Regions from separate parts of the Sus scrofa genome. Here all the other regions are linked to region 1. The links are chromatin contacts, called in public Hi-C and HiChIP or PLAC-seq maps. All regions are on one chromosome and are shown on one strand. The core of a region is the stretch at or near the end of the contact, and the rest is flanking DNA. Distances in the headings are between cores, read along the strand shown. Region 1 holds the start of MGAT5 (alpha-1,6-mannosylglycoprotein 6-beta-N-acetylglucosaminyltransferase A). Region 2 overlaps MGAT5 (alpha-1,6-mannosylglycoprotein 6-beta-N-acetylglucosaminyltransferase A). Region 3 overlaps MGAT5 (alpha-1,6-mannosylglycoprotein 6-beta-N-acetylglucosaminyltransferase A). Region 4 has its middle 150 kb from the start of MGAT5.

What was found. Hi-C and Micro-C count contacts between places; a contact is called where the count stands out from the background. HiChIP or PLAC-seq counts read pairs in DNA pulled down with a chosen protein or histone mark.
Region 2: an H3K27ac HiChIP or PLAC-seq map of alveolar macrophages shows a contact between it and region 1. The contact joins the enhancer-like site here to the promoter of MGAT5 in region 1. A contact is called at or near these places in 2 of 5 promoter capture datasets (fetal liver and fetal skeletal muscle), 3 of 47 Hi-C or Micro-C datasets (alveolar macrophages, epiblast stem cells and mesenteric adipose tissue) and 2 of 2 datasets of contacts at active chromatin or transcription factors (alveolar macrophages and skeletal muscle).
Region 3: an H3K27ac HiChIP or PLAC-seq map of alveolar macrophages shows a contact between it and region 1, with 9 times the contacts expected there. The contact joins the enhancer-like site here to the promoter of MGAT5 in region 1. A contact is called at or near these places in 3 of 5 promoter capture datasets (fetal liver and liver), 20 of 47 Hi-C or Micro-C datasets (alveolar macrophages, blood, brain and 10 more) and 2 of 2 datasets of contacts at active chromatin or transcription factors (alveolar macrophages and skeletal muscle).
Region 4: a contact with region 1 is called in a Hi-C map of liver, with 5 times the contacts expected there. The contact joins the enhancer-like site here to the promoter of MGAT5 in region 1. A contact is called at or near these places in 4 of 47 Hi-C or Micro-C datasets (embryonic fibroblasts, heart right ventricle, liver and 1 more).

Annotation. Positions count from the first base shown.
Region 1 is chr15:17,917,439-17,920,784 of Sscrofa11.1, reverse strand. It overlaps MGAT5 (alpha-1,6-mannosylglycoprotein 6-beta-N-acetylglucosaminyltransferase A), which reads left to right and starts at 1,512. Exons shown (of 17, transcript XM_021075187.1): 1 at 1,512-1,648. It also overlaps the pseudogene LOC100152750.
Region 2 is chr15:17,750,084-17,753,429 of Sscrofa11.1, reverse strand. All of the region lies in intron 2 of MGAT5 (alpha-1,6-mannosylglycoprotein 6-beta-N-acetylglucosaminyltransferase A), which reads left to right. Among named protein-coding and RNA genes, the nearest start is that of MGAT5, 170 kb to the left of the region's middle. Within about 2 kb of position 1,504, at least 15 of the 83 cell types and tissues checked have an H3K27ac peak or open chromatin away from gene starts, as enhancers often do. A contact at or near this core is called in alveolar macrophages, where this site is marked.
Region 3 is chr15:17,772,346-17,775,691 of Sscrofa11.1, reverse strand. The region is part of intron 1 of MGAT5 (alpha-1,6-mannosylglycoprotein 6-beta-N-acetylglucosaminyltransferase A); the gene reads left to right. Among named protein-coding and RNA genes, the nearest start is that of MGAT5, 150 kb to the left of the region's middle. Within about 2 kb of position 1,616, at least 20 of the 83 cell types and tissues checked have an H3K27ac peak or open chromatin away from gene starts, as enhancers often do. A contact at or near this core is called in alveolar macrophages, omental adipose tissue and subcutaneous adipose tissue, where this site is marked.
Region 4 is chr15:18,065,120-18,068,465 of Sscrofa11.1, reverse strand. No RefSeq gene overlaps it. Among named protein-coding and RNA genes, the nearest start is that of MGAT5, 150 kb to the right of the region's middle. Within about 2 kb of position 1,850, at least 4 of the 83 cell types and tissues checked have an H3K27ac peak or open chromatin away from gene starts, as enhancers often do. A contact at or near this core is called in liver, where this site is marked.

The DNA.
Region 1 (3,346 bases), core at 263-2,762:
AATTCGGGGCTCACCTGGTTGGGAACTGTTAGAAACATTTTCTCTGGCTTGAAATGAAAGATAGGACAGACCTAGAGCCTAGTGCTTGCTCAATCAAAGAGAGGCCGAAGGGTGTTTCTATTAAGATCCTGGAGACAGGAGACCTCTTAAACCAGCTGGGTGGCCCTGAGAACTTATGTACAAAGTGAGACACTTTAATTCATTTTTAGGGTCTAAGAATTCCATCATCTTCAGTTTTTAAATGCTTCTGCTAGGGAGGATGGGCAATAAGATAGGGTGATCTAAGTTCAAGAAAGAAGATCAGGCGTTCCCCTTGTGGTTCAGTGGGTTATGAACTGGACTAGTATCCATGAGGATGCAGGTTCCATCCCTGGCCTTGCTCAGTGGGTTAAGGACCTGGCGTTGCTGGGAGCTGTGGTGTAGATTTCAGACATGGCTTGGTTCCTACATTGCTGTGGCTGTGGTATAGGCTGATTCGATGCCAAGCCTAGGAACTTCCATATGCTGCAGGTGTGGCCCTAAAAAGCCAAAAAAAAAAAAAAAAAAAAAAAGCAGACAGAAGCCATCCCCCCCCCCCCCCCGGGGTGTGTGTGTGTGTGTGTGTGTGTGTGTGTGAATTGGTGGGGGTGGAGAAATTCTGCAGGGAAGGTAAGGGAAAGCTCAACATAAACTTGATACAGTAACTTCATGTAATGACTGGTTCCAAGGCTTGGAATTTGATGGGGTTATGAACCTTGCTGTTTCCACCCCTAGGTAATCCACCAGGGCACTTGCCTTCCATTCCATCTACTACTTAACAAGGATCTATAATGCTTAGCCATGTAAATGCACAGCATTCTCTCTCCTGGGGCTTGGCTGGATTTAATATGTCATGTCAGTCAATGTTCTTTGTGGTGCCTTCAGGGCTTGGGAGTTGTTTTATTTCTTTTTGAATTTACAACAGCACAGTGTTCAGCTAACCTGCCCAGAGTGTTCATAAAATCCATTGGCAGGAGAGGGGAAGAAAAAGAGAAAGAAAATTCATTTATTGAGTGCCTGCTATGTGCCGGACATTACTAAATACTTCACGTGTATTTTTATCTCTTCTTCAAAATAACCTCACAGAGCCTCATTTATTATGTTTGTAGATAAAGATGTTGAATTCAAATGGCTAAGTGGTTTGTTCAAGGTCACAAAAACCAAGTGGCAGGAACTCACACTGCTTCATATAACACACTCTACAAAGATGGAAACGGAGGCTCAGGGCACTGATTCCAGCTGCCGGTACCAGCAGTTAAGTCCATAATCTCCCCTCACTGGGCTTCAAGTGCTGGAAGGTCAGGAGTGCTGAGAGGCCTGGACTACACCTCTCTGGAGGGTGCACTGTCACATCAGTATTTGCACACTGCCCCTATCCTTGCTAGAATGTTATTTGTGATCGCAAGCAAACTATCTCCCTAACTCCCTTCTTCCTTTGGGCTGCGGAATTGAAGGCTTGGTAGAAGTCCTTTCCGACAGAGTTGGGAGTTTGCAGACGGCCCCTGAGAGGCTGGGGCGTTCAGAATTGGCTGAGCGCTCCGCGGGGAGGGCGGGGAGTTTGCCGAACGTCCCTGGCCGGAATCCCTGCGTTAGAGAGCTGCGAGCCCAGAACCCGGGAGAAGTTGGAAAGGTCGGTAGGGGAGGGCTGGAAGAAATTGCGATCAGATCCCCGCCCTGGTCGGCTGCGCCCGGGAGGAGAGTCTCTGCAGTGTCCAGGTCGAGTGTGGACGCGCCGCGCGCGGCCCCGCCAGGGCTGAGAGTTTGCAGACCATCCCTGCCGCGGCCCGCTCGGCGGCGGCCCTGCGGCTCCCCCTGCAGCCGCGGCGGCCCCGGGCGCGATCGAGCCCAGTTAGCCGCGCCGCAGGCTCGGGGCGCCGCGACCCCTTGCCCCGCCGCGCCCTGGGCCCCGCGTGGACGGCGGCTGGCGGGCGCTCCCGGCTGCTGCTGCTGCCCAACAAGGAGGTGAGAGCCAATGTGTCGGGGCAACAGCGTCAAAGCTCTCCATCTCCCCGGGGAGATGAACGCAGAGGGGACAGCGGAGGGCGAGGGGAGCTGCGCGCAGGGGTGGGGGAGAGTCTGCACTGAGTGCTGCGTGGCCGGGGGGATTCCGGCTGCCGCCCCCCGCCGTCTGCGTGGGTGCCCCAGCCGCTCTGCGGGACCCGGGAGTGCAAACGAGGACGCGCCTGGGGGCGCCCACCTGCCCGGAGCAGCCCCTTCCCCGGGGAAGCTGCAGGCGGCCCCCATGCCTCTGAGAAGGGGGAGATTGTGGGCTTTTCAAGGGACTGTCCGGAGGAGGCTTTGGTTGCGCGGGCTGGAGGCAAGCGGCCAAGGATGGCAGGTGGGCGCTCGGACCGGGGAGGAGCCTGGTGGGGTTCACGCTGCGGGTGTGTGCTGGACTGGGGTCCCAGGGACTTGGGCGCTCAGGGCAGGCTCAGCCTTGGGCCAGTGGGGAGGAAGAAGAAGGGAGGTTGGCTCCGGGCCCTAGGGGGAGAGGGATGCGGCAGGCAGGATCTCTGGTCCAGGAAACCTGGGAGCGTGGGGGTGTCCCCCACCTTTGGAGGATCTCCACGGGCCCACCACCCCGCGGGCGTGATCTGCGAGGCTGCCTGGCCGGAGAGGCTGAGGGGAACGCGGAGCGCACACCCGCGCACACAATCCCCGAGAGCATGCTCAGTGTGGCCCTGGGAACTTCCTGCCGAGTAGCGAGCCGCTCCGGCCCCCTCCCGGCCCCCTCCCGGCCCGCTGCTGGTAAAGTTGGGGGCGCGGCTCCGGCGTGTCGCCCTTTCGCGCCTCCGACCCCTGCCTCGCCTTTACCCGGCTCCTGGCGCTGCTCACGCTGATCACCCCCGCGGCCGAGAACCGGGGCGTGGATGTCACCCCCAGCTTCCTCAGGCCAGGTCCGAGGCCGGTGGCCAGAGGCCTGGCGTTGAAGCTGCTAGAGGCGGGGAGGAGGAGGACCCGTTGGCGATGCGCTCGCGGTGCTCAAGGTCCCGGCGCCGGCACTGGGTGGAAGGGGGTGTGTGAGCCCGGGGACGCTCGCGCACACACTGGCTGTCACACAAAGCCGTGGTTTCGTAGCTGCCGCGCGGAAGAGGGAAGAGGTGGCGCTTGCATTGTCCAGCCACGTTTGGAGCGCCAGCAGGGTCCTGGGCGCTTGGAGGCTGCAGGAACCTGACGATGCATAGGGTTTTCAGAGACGCCGGAGCGAGGTCTGGAGCCGGGTACTCCTGGCACTGACTGTCAGGCCCGGCCCAAGCCGGACGCTTCTATCTGCACACAGCTCTGGCGGCCCAGTTAGGGAAGGTTGCCTACTTGTGGGGCCGTGAAG
Region 2 (3,346 bases), core at 255-2,754, 170 kb after region 1:
TGCTGAATAGCATTGAGAACTATGTCTAGATACTCATGTTGCAACAGAAGAAAGGGTGGGGGAAAAACTGTAATTGTAATGTATACATGTACGGATAACCTGACCCCCTTGCTGTACAGTGGGGAAAAAAAAAAAAAAAAAAAACCAAGTAGCAGAAGCCCAGAGGTTAATTCCTGTTAAGTATGTTGAGAAGCAGCAGGTCAGAGATGGCTGCTGGCTGGCAGGCCCATAGTGGTCCTTAAGGGCCAGTGCAGCATGGTGGATAAGAGCTGTGGGGCCTGGAACCAGATTGTCTGGGTTTGGACACTGGATCTACAGTCACATGGGACAAAAAAGTTAACTGCTCTATACTGTGGTTTACTACCCCGTAAAATGGAGATAGGAATGACAACCTGTTTCACATATTGTCTTGGCAGAGTCGCATGAGTTCATCCATGTAAAGTGCTTAGGACAGGAGCTGACACATAAGACTCGGTAAATGGTAGTGGTGGTGGAAGGGCAGCAGCAGCAGCAGCGACTGTAGCAATAGCAGCAGTGGTAGCATTAGGGCAGTTCTGGTGATGGTGAACATCAACATCCTTCTCGTCCTCATGAATCCCTTTATTCACACTATGTCGCCCAGTCACAAAAGGTCCATCTCTGGTAGGTGAGGATCAACACGGGATAGTAGGTCACATTTATTAATTGATGAAATTCTGCATTGCAAGAATTGAGGAATAGGGTCCCTTAACTAAGGTGACGTGACAGCTTTGTATTCTACCTAGGGTGTGTGCCATCACCAATAACTACGGGTGGAGGCACTCTGTCTAGTTGTCTTGTTGCCTTTTAGCAAAAAGGCAAAAAGGTTGCAAAACATTATCAGCCCCTGTGTGACCTGCAGCCTGGCCAGGCTTCTTTTGGCTCCAGTTCCCTCATTGTACTTCCCAGAATGAACCTAATTCAGTGGTCCTCAAGTGGGGTAGGGGCAGTTGTGCCTCCCTCTGCAAAGGACACTGGCAATGTCTAGAGACATTTCTGATTGTCACTTGGGGGGGGGGGTTCTACTGTCATTTAGTAGCTAGAGTCTGGGGATGTTGCTAAAACACCCTACACTCCTCAGGACAGCCCCCCACCCCGTTCCCCGACACGTACAGCCAAGAATTATCTGTCCCAAAGTGTCAATTGTGTTGAAGTTGAGAAACCTTGAATTAACTCAAACTAGAGGGTCAGGGACTCTGTGTCTGGGTCACTGCAATTTCTGGCAGTGATTAAATGCCATTTTTACACGTGGACTCCGTGGTTAGTGATACAGGCTCTGGAGATGGGGCCCTCTGGAAATAGGAGAGATTGATATTTATCTGAGGAGCAGTTTCTTTGCAGTGAAACTGGCCACCTCTGAGTGACCCCATTGCCCCATCTGCATGACTAGCCTCTGGCCATCTTCAGAGCTCTGGACAAGCAGTCAGCGCTTCAGACTTAGTGTCAGGGCAGAGCCAGTGGCTGCCCGTGGCTGCCCATGCCAGCTAATGACATGTCAGGGACAGGCTGTGAGTCATGCTAACTGTGGGACTACAGCCCCTGGAGGAGAGTGATCTCATGACCTTCTGGATAAAGTGATAAAGCTGTGTATTACTCAGGGAGAGATTTCTCCAGGAAGGAGGAGAGCATTTTCCAAAGGTTTTCTTTTTTATTTATCTATGTAACAGGCCCTTATGTAGCGCTTATTAAATGTGCTGGGCAGTGTTCAAAATATTTTCTCAAAATTAACTCATTAAGTTCTCATAACAAGCCCATAGAGATAGACTTACTCTTTTTCACTCTTTTACAAATAAGGATACAGGAATGGAGAGTGAGGACTTAAACTTAGGAAGCTTGGCTCTTTTTTTTTTTTTTTTTAGGGCTGCACCCTCAGCATATGGAAGTTCCCAGGCTAGGGGTCAAATTCGAGCTGTAGCTACCAAGCTATGCCACAGCCACAGCAACTTGGGATCCAAGCCGTGTCTGTGACCTATATATCATAGCTCACGGCAACGCCGGGTCCTTAACCCACTGAGAGAGCCCAGTGATGGAACCTGCATTCTCATGGTTGCTAGTCAGATTCGTTAACCAGTGAGCCATGATGGACACTCTGAAGCTTGGCTCTTAATCACTCTGCTGTGGATGAACGTCGCCGAATTTCATACTTAGTTTCTTTTTTCTACTCTGGCTCTTGACTTCTGGTCCCAGGGAGGTGTCAGGGAATTAGGCAGACCTGAGTCAAGTCCAGGGTCTGAAATTTTTGATCTCTGTAACTCTAAGCATATTGCTTCCCGTCTGTGAACCTCAGTTTTCTCATCTGCAAAACGAAGTCATAGCTACCTCACAGAATGTAAAGATAAAAGGGATTCCTTATAAATATGCATGGCATGTAATAGGGAATTCATGAACCTCGAGTTCCCTCCAAGCTTCTTTGTTATATTTTCAGCCTATTGTTCTAATGTCATGGCCAGCTCATTTTGCTAACTACCTGTGGGTAAGGAAGACACTGAGGAGCAGAAAATAGACCTGGTCAGATATTTGCAAGAATGAGTGAAGATACAAACTGTTAAGTGCTACGCAACAAACTGTAAACTATGATGTTTGGTGTGGGGGGAGTGGTGGAGAGATTGAGATGATGCACATAGAACCAGATTCTCAGGATAAAGACGTGGGCTCTGTTTCTGTTTGTCGTTTTAGTCAGCTCCAGTGATGCTGTCTGTAAACCACTAAGAACACAGACTTCCGCATCAATTACATGTCTTTGTTGGGATGAGCTTCTCTTTTGTCCTGGCAAAATAGGAAGCTGTGGGAGCTGTTGGCCGAGGGTTACTGGCTGTGTTCTGGGGCTGGTGGATTGATCCAGTGTGAATTTCTTTGTTGGCCGGATCGGAGCACCTGCTCAGTGAGAGTTCGCTCTGTTCTCAGTGGAATGGAAGGTGGCAGCTTCCCATTTGTCTCATATTAGGACTTCTGCATCCTACTCCCCAAACTATATGCTACTTCCCTGGCCCACTCCCAACTCATAAGTGAGTCTGAATTCTGTCCATACAGATTGCTATCCTGTGGTCTGTCTGCCTTCCTCCCATGTATAAGTCAGACTATTTTTCTTTGATTATGAGTTTCCAGAGGAGAGGGGACTAAATTAATCTCTCGGTGTGTATGGAATACCTTGTGTACAAACTTAATAAGTAACTTATATAAGCATGAGGATAATGTGTCTGAAATTATCCAGAGAGAAGTATACTTCTCCATAAGCCACAGCCAGATATGTGGGAAAGGGAATCAACTCTTCCATGTGAGCACCATAAGAGAACAATCCCTGCATCCCACACAATGCCTGGCACACAGT
Region 3 (3,346 bases), core at 367-2,866, 150 kb after region 1:
GAATATTGTTCTAACGCCAGTTCTGAATCAGTTGGTCTGGGGTTGGGCCTGAGATCCTGCATTTCTAACAATTGACCAGCTCATCTCAATGTTGCTAGTCCTCGGACCAGACTTTGAGTAGCAAGACTGTAGAGGTGCTGGTTACTAGAGGTATTGGTGGACCTTGAGGCCATTAGGTCAGCCTCAGATGTCAGCGAGAGGTTAATAAAAGCTGTTAACATCCAACATTCTATCTCAACAAGTCCTTCCATAGCATGGAGTCTAACAGGCCTCTGCAGTGGGCTCCCTCTTCCTGAAAGGCTGCCCTCTTGGGCATTGGTCTGAGAAGACCAGCGCGTGATTCTTGAAGGGGAAAACGTAGATGGCCTAGTAAGCCAGTACATCTGCATTTGTAGAGAATAGAGTTTATCATTCAAATACTAGGATAGACCACACTTTGGATCCCACTAGATAGAACCTGTAGACCTGACAGCAGGAATATCTTTCCTAGGATGTAATTATTTAAAATCACCTCCACAGCGGAAAAATGAAAATACCCCTGCTTGGGCCAAACTTCAGACCAAGTAAATCGAATCTTTAGGCACGAGACCTGGGCCTCTTTTTTAAAGGAGCCCAGGTGATTCTTAAGTTCATCAGGGTTGAGAGGCCCAGGTTTAGACAGCCTTTAACTTGGAGCAGGGAACTCCCCCGAGATGCTCCATTTTAACCTGAGCTAGATTCATCATTTGTGGAATCCCGCAGCTTGGCAGATATTTGCAGTATTGAGAGAGTTGACCTTGGTTTATAAATTAAGGGACAAATAACCAGCTTCTGATGGTTGAGTTCTTCCCAAAGAAAATTCAGACTTGGAGCATTTATGACCCAGGATCTGCCAAGACCCAGGGCCTTGGGCTACATGTGGATTTGCTATAAACCTGTTTTAGAAGTGATGGGAAATTCATTCTGTGGTTCAAATTTGATAAGCCTCTGAGTGGCCACTTCCAACTATGTGTACATGGGAATGTGCTCATCTTCTCACTCACCAGCTAGTTTTTGAAAACTTTTAACCTGTTTCTCTTGATCAATTCCAGTGCCTGGAGGACTGCTGCATTTCTGAAGCACTCGTGGGCCAGCACCCAACCTGTGTCCCTCTCCCAGTACAGCAGTGGGGAGACCTGACACTGGGGTGATTGGCTTGTAGAGTTCAAGGAGCACTTGTTGAATGATGAGCTTGATCTTGAGGACCTTGACCCCTTTCTGGGAAGTAATTTTCATGATTTTTGTGACTCTGGTTTTCTTTATTACTGAGGCCATCTGGGGCCTGTTGTCATTCACAAGTGTTTTCTAGATGTAGAGAGTTGCCAGAAGTGTGATCCTCAGAGGGGAAAAAATGCATTTAGTACTTAGAAAATTCCTTTGTGGTTTTACTGTCCTTTGGCTCTGAGTGAAATCGAATCTTTTGAGTGTTTTCATCCAACATCGAGGTGACCTACCTAACAAATTTACACACCCTGTTATCTTTTCACAGACCATTCCTTTCTTCTTCCTAGAGAGTCATTATCGGCCTGTCATAATGTGTGTTCATGGCTTCCTGGGCTGGAAGCCAGGTGACAATCCTTTTCTATTTAAGACTGTCTGACGCAGCAACGTCCAGACTTTGGCTTCTCGAAGCCTTCTTCCCTGTGCCTTGATTTGTAGACTAAGATCTTTATGGAGCAAAGCCTCAGTGCCATATACTAATTAGTAAATGGGGGCATCGCCAGCCCAGGCATGAGCTCCTCCGTGGGTGCCAAGATCATGCTGGCACTGAAGTATGTGCGGGAGAATGAGGCTCATCTGTCAGTCAGCTTGGGACAGCGTCAGAAACAGCCCACCTCTCATCTCTCTGTGGCCTCTAGTCTTAGCTCTGGGCTCTGAGCCCACTCATCCTCAGGGCTGGTGACCAGCTCCTGACTCACCGGGTCTGCTTCTCCTTGCCTTGCGGTCTAGTCCTACAGGCTGCCCTTCTCTGAGCCCTTTCCTACGGGAGGGGTAAGGTCCTGCTAATTGGTTAAAGCAGTGATTATCACCCAGGCTGCTTTTACCTTTTAGGGAACTTTTTTTGTTTGTTTGTTTTTAGGGCCGCACCCACGGCATATGGAGATTCCCAGGCTAGGGGTCTAATTGGAGCTGTAGCTGCTGGCCTATACCTCAGTCACAGCAACGCCAGGTCCGAGCGACCTACACCACAGCTCACAGCAACACTGGATCCTTAACCCACTGAGCAAGGCCAGGGATCAAACCCACAACCTCACGGTTCCTAGTCGGATTCGTTAAAACACTGAGCCATGACGGGAACTCCCCCTTTAGGGAACATTTGACGATGACAGAATACATTGTTGATTGTTACAGTCAGGATTGGTGGGTTCTAAGGGCATCTATCTAGCTGCTAGAGGGTGGGAAACTGGCAAAAATCCTGCAATGTTCAGGGCAGCCCCCTGCCACAAAGAATGATCTGGCCTCAAATGCCAGTTGTACTATGGATTGAGATACTCTGCATTAAATGGATTTATTTCACTTTTCAGGGACCTGTGCTTTTTGTTATGGTTTCGTGGATGTTTTCAGAATTCTTGCAGTTGCTTGTAGTTTCATTTTTTTGTTGCTGGGAAATCCTCTCAGCTGTGAATAACCTAGGAGCCCAGTAAATGAAACTTACAGAACTTATCTGATCTGGAACTTACCTGATCCGGAAGCAACATCTTCCTTCTCATTCCTTTTGTCACCCTTTCTCTTTTGTCTATGTGCCAGTAGTGTGCATGCCTTCTGTCCAAGAGCAAAGTGGGAAGACAGTCATCAAATGGGCTTTTCAACTGTTTTCCATACCCCACTGTGCCCCCTAGTGGAGGTGGCCGCATGCACAGTGGCCAGCGCTGGGGGGTGGGAGTGGGGGTGGGAAGGAGGTCTGTTCTGGATACAGAGTCATTAGCTTTATTACAGTATTTGAAAATTTAGTTATCTGTCAATACCAGTTCTGGAGCCCTGAACTACGCTTAGTAAACAGTGGAACTGCAAAGCAGATCCTGCTGCAGCTGGGCAGGCAGGCTGCTTCCCTTCCCCCGCCCACACTAGGAGTGCAAATGCAGCCTAATGAATGAAAGCTGAGCGCAGGACTGTCTTGCTTTAATCACTGCAAATGTAAAAGGGATGGGCTGTGTAAAACCCAGATATCCGAAAGCCGCAGCCACCCCTGCCTCCGCCCCCGCCCCGAAAACTGCAAAGGTATGGTGTTTTAGCAGGTGTCTTTGGTTAGTGACTCAAAATGAGACTTGTTTAGCTAGTTCTAAAGAGAACAGACTGTTTTCACTTCAGATGTGTTTTTCCTGTTTAT
Region 4 (3,346 bases), core at 601-3,100, 150 kb before region 1:
GGTTAGGGATTCAGTGTTGTGGTGAGCTGTGGTTTAGGTTGAAGACGTGGCTCGGATCCATCCTGCATTTCTGTGGCTGTAGCATAGGTCCGCAGCTGCAGCTCCAGTTTGACTCCTAGCCTGGGAACTTCCATATGCTGCAGGTGTGGCCCTAAAAAGGGAAGCCGAATTCTCTCTTGCTCAGGGAGAGTCAATCTTTTTGTTTTATTCAGGCCTTCCACTGATTGGCTGAGGCCCACCCACATGAGGGAAAGCAATTGCTGATGTAAATGTTAATCTCCTCCTTCCAAAAAGAGAAACACCCAGAATAATGTTTGATGAAATATCTGGACCTCTCCATGGCCTAGGCAAGCTGACATCTAAAATGAACCATCCCCCAGCATCAGCAGCAGAGAGAACAGCTATGCTGCTTGTGCCCCCTGGGGCAGGTGTCCCCCAGCCCTGACACAGCCACTGGTGCCACTGTAATGTGCACAAGGGGTGCCCAGAGACCACCGGAACCTAGCACAGTAGCCAACACTTCACAGTCAGCACACACTTGGAGCTCATGCAGGGCAGCCTGAGGGTCCCACAAAGAAGGCAAGAATAGGGAGTTCCCATTGTGGCTCAGTGGAAAGAAATCTGACTATGAGGACGCAGGTTCAATCCCTGGCCTTGCTCCCTGGGTTAAAGATCCGGCATTGCCTTGAGCTGTGGCAGAGGTCTCAAACATGCCTTGGATCTGGTGTTACTGTCTGTGGCGTAGGCCAGCAGTTATAGCTCTGATTCGCCCCCTAGCCTGGGAACCCCATATGCCATGAGTGTGGCCCCAAAAAGACCAAAAAAAGAAGGCAGGAATGTAACTCTGCAGACCCTTTATCAAAGCTACCTCTTCTGGAGGAAGAAGAATGTGCCCCTCCTCACTTATAGCCACTTCCTCACCCTGTGAACCAAACTATATATTTTTTTTCATTTTTCAGAAATTCTATTGAAGTGTAGTTAATTTATAATATTGTGTTAATTTCTGCTGTACAGAAAAATGATTCAGTTATACATGTACACACATCCATTCTTTTTCATTTTCTTTTCCCATGTAGATTATCCCAGAATACTGAGTAGATTTCCCTGTGCTATACAACAGGTACTTGTTGACCATTCATTCCATATACAATAGTGTGCATATGCCAATTCCAAACCCCCAATTCGCCCCACCACCTGATCCCTTTGTAACCATAAGTTTGTTTCCTATGTCCATGGGTCTGTTTCTGTTGTATAAATAAGTTCACTTGTATCAGTTTTTCAGATTCCACATAGAAGTGAAATCATGATATTTGTCTTTCTCTGGTTTACTTCACTTAGTATGATCATGTCTAGGTCTATCCATGTTGCTGCAAATGGCATTATTTCATTCTTTTTTATGACAAAGTAACATTCCATCGAATATTCTGTTATGTATATATATCACATCTTTTTTATCCATTCCTCTGTTGATGGACACTTAGGTTGTTTCCATGTCTTGAATATTGCAAATAGTGCTGCTATTAACATTGGGGTGCAAGTGTCTTTTTTAATTAGAGGTTTTTGTCTTTCCTGGATGTATACCCAGGAGTGGGATCACTCATATGCTATTTCTCACCCACAAACTATATGCTTCAACTTTCTCTTCCCTCATCTTGAGCTCCTTCCCCCCCCAAACTCCTTTAATTTTCCTACAACTAGCTCCCCAGACACTCTTACTTAGCCTCCCCACCCCCATTAGCTCTCCACGTGATCAGGCACATCTGAACCCTAAGATAAACACAATACACAAGTCAAAATTTAAACCAGGCTGGGAAACTTGCCGAAGGTCTCAAAGCCCTCAAGACTTCAAGGAATGAGCCTCTGGTGTCAGCAGAGTATCTGGGAGTGGAGTCAAGTGGGAAGTTTGAGAGCACTGGGATAAAGTGGGGGGCCTCCAATCACACCAGATACACCCTGTCCCATCTCTTGGCTGGATGGTTTTCCTTACAAGCCACTTTACCTGCCCTTGGGTGGCCTTTCTGATCCTGAGCTGCCCTTGAAACAGGAATATACTCCAGCTAGAACTCCCCTCCCTCCCCCTTGGTGACGGGCAGATAGCTGAATAAAAGAGTAACTTTCCTCAACCTGACTTATCAGCCTGTCCAGCTGAACCTGGCAGATAGAGACTTCCCAGGACTGTTGGAAAAAGCATACATATTTCATAGAAACCTAATCTAGTTGGGCATGTGGAGGTTGGAAAAGAAAGCCCTGGGGAGTGCTTCCCTCGAGGGTAAGCAGGCAGGACCAGCACAATGCAGTGAAAGCTGAGAGCTGGAAGGCCCCAGCAGGGAGGATAATTCTTAGGCCAGGCCTGCAGAGGTAGGGTGGGGATGGGCAGAGCCAATGAGCAGGCTTCAGGTCCAGGGAGCACAAGCTGTTCAAGCGGGCTTGGCAGAAACCTTTCAGCTTGATCAGGGAATGGGCTGACTTCCAGCCCTGCCCCAAATAGGCCCATGTACAGCTTGTTTTCCAAAGCCTGGCCACAAGTACCCTCTGCTCATGGCTGAACAAGGTGTCAGCTAAACGCACAGGTTCAAAATCAGGTGGTTCTGGGTCTCAAGTCCTGCTTGGCCCTTCTTAGGAAGAAGATTTGAAACCTGTTACTTTTGTCCTTCAGAGTCATGATTCCATATCTATCAAGACCTGTCTTGTATGAGATGTAATAACAGCATCATTAACAGCTCCATACTGACATTAAGGACTCAGATTTCTCTTTCTATTGTGTCTCCCTAGTACACAACTTCCATTCTTAAGGTCACCTCATAGTCCAAGAGGCCCTTTGAACTTTCAAACTACAGGTGAAAAGAAGGAGAAAAGTCAATACAGCAAAAGAAAGGGAAAAAAGCCTCTATAGTTTTTGCACTTTTTTTTTTTTTTTTTTTTTTTTTTTTTGCTTTTTAGGGCCACACCTGCAGCCTATGGAAGTTCTCAGGCTAGGGGTTAAATCCGAGCTGTCGTTACCAGCCTACACCACAGCCATAGCAACACAGTGTCCAAGCCTCTTCTGCAACCTACACCACAGCTCATGGCAAAACCTCAACCCACTGAGTAAGGCCAGGGATCGAACCTGTGTCCTTGTGGATACTAGTCAGATTCGTTACTGCTGAGCCGCAATGGGAACCCCTCTTTTTTGCACTTTTAGTAAACTCAGTTCTTTGCCCATCACCCTAAATAAACTCAGGATCTTGTTCCTAAGGGGTAAGGAGAAATGAATGTTGAGGGAGGCAACCGAGTTTCCACAAAAGCCTCCATCCTCCTGAGCCCCCTGCCAGGTCACTCCCATCACAGGCATCCTGCTCACTTTCTC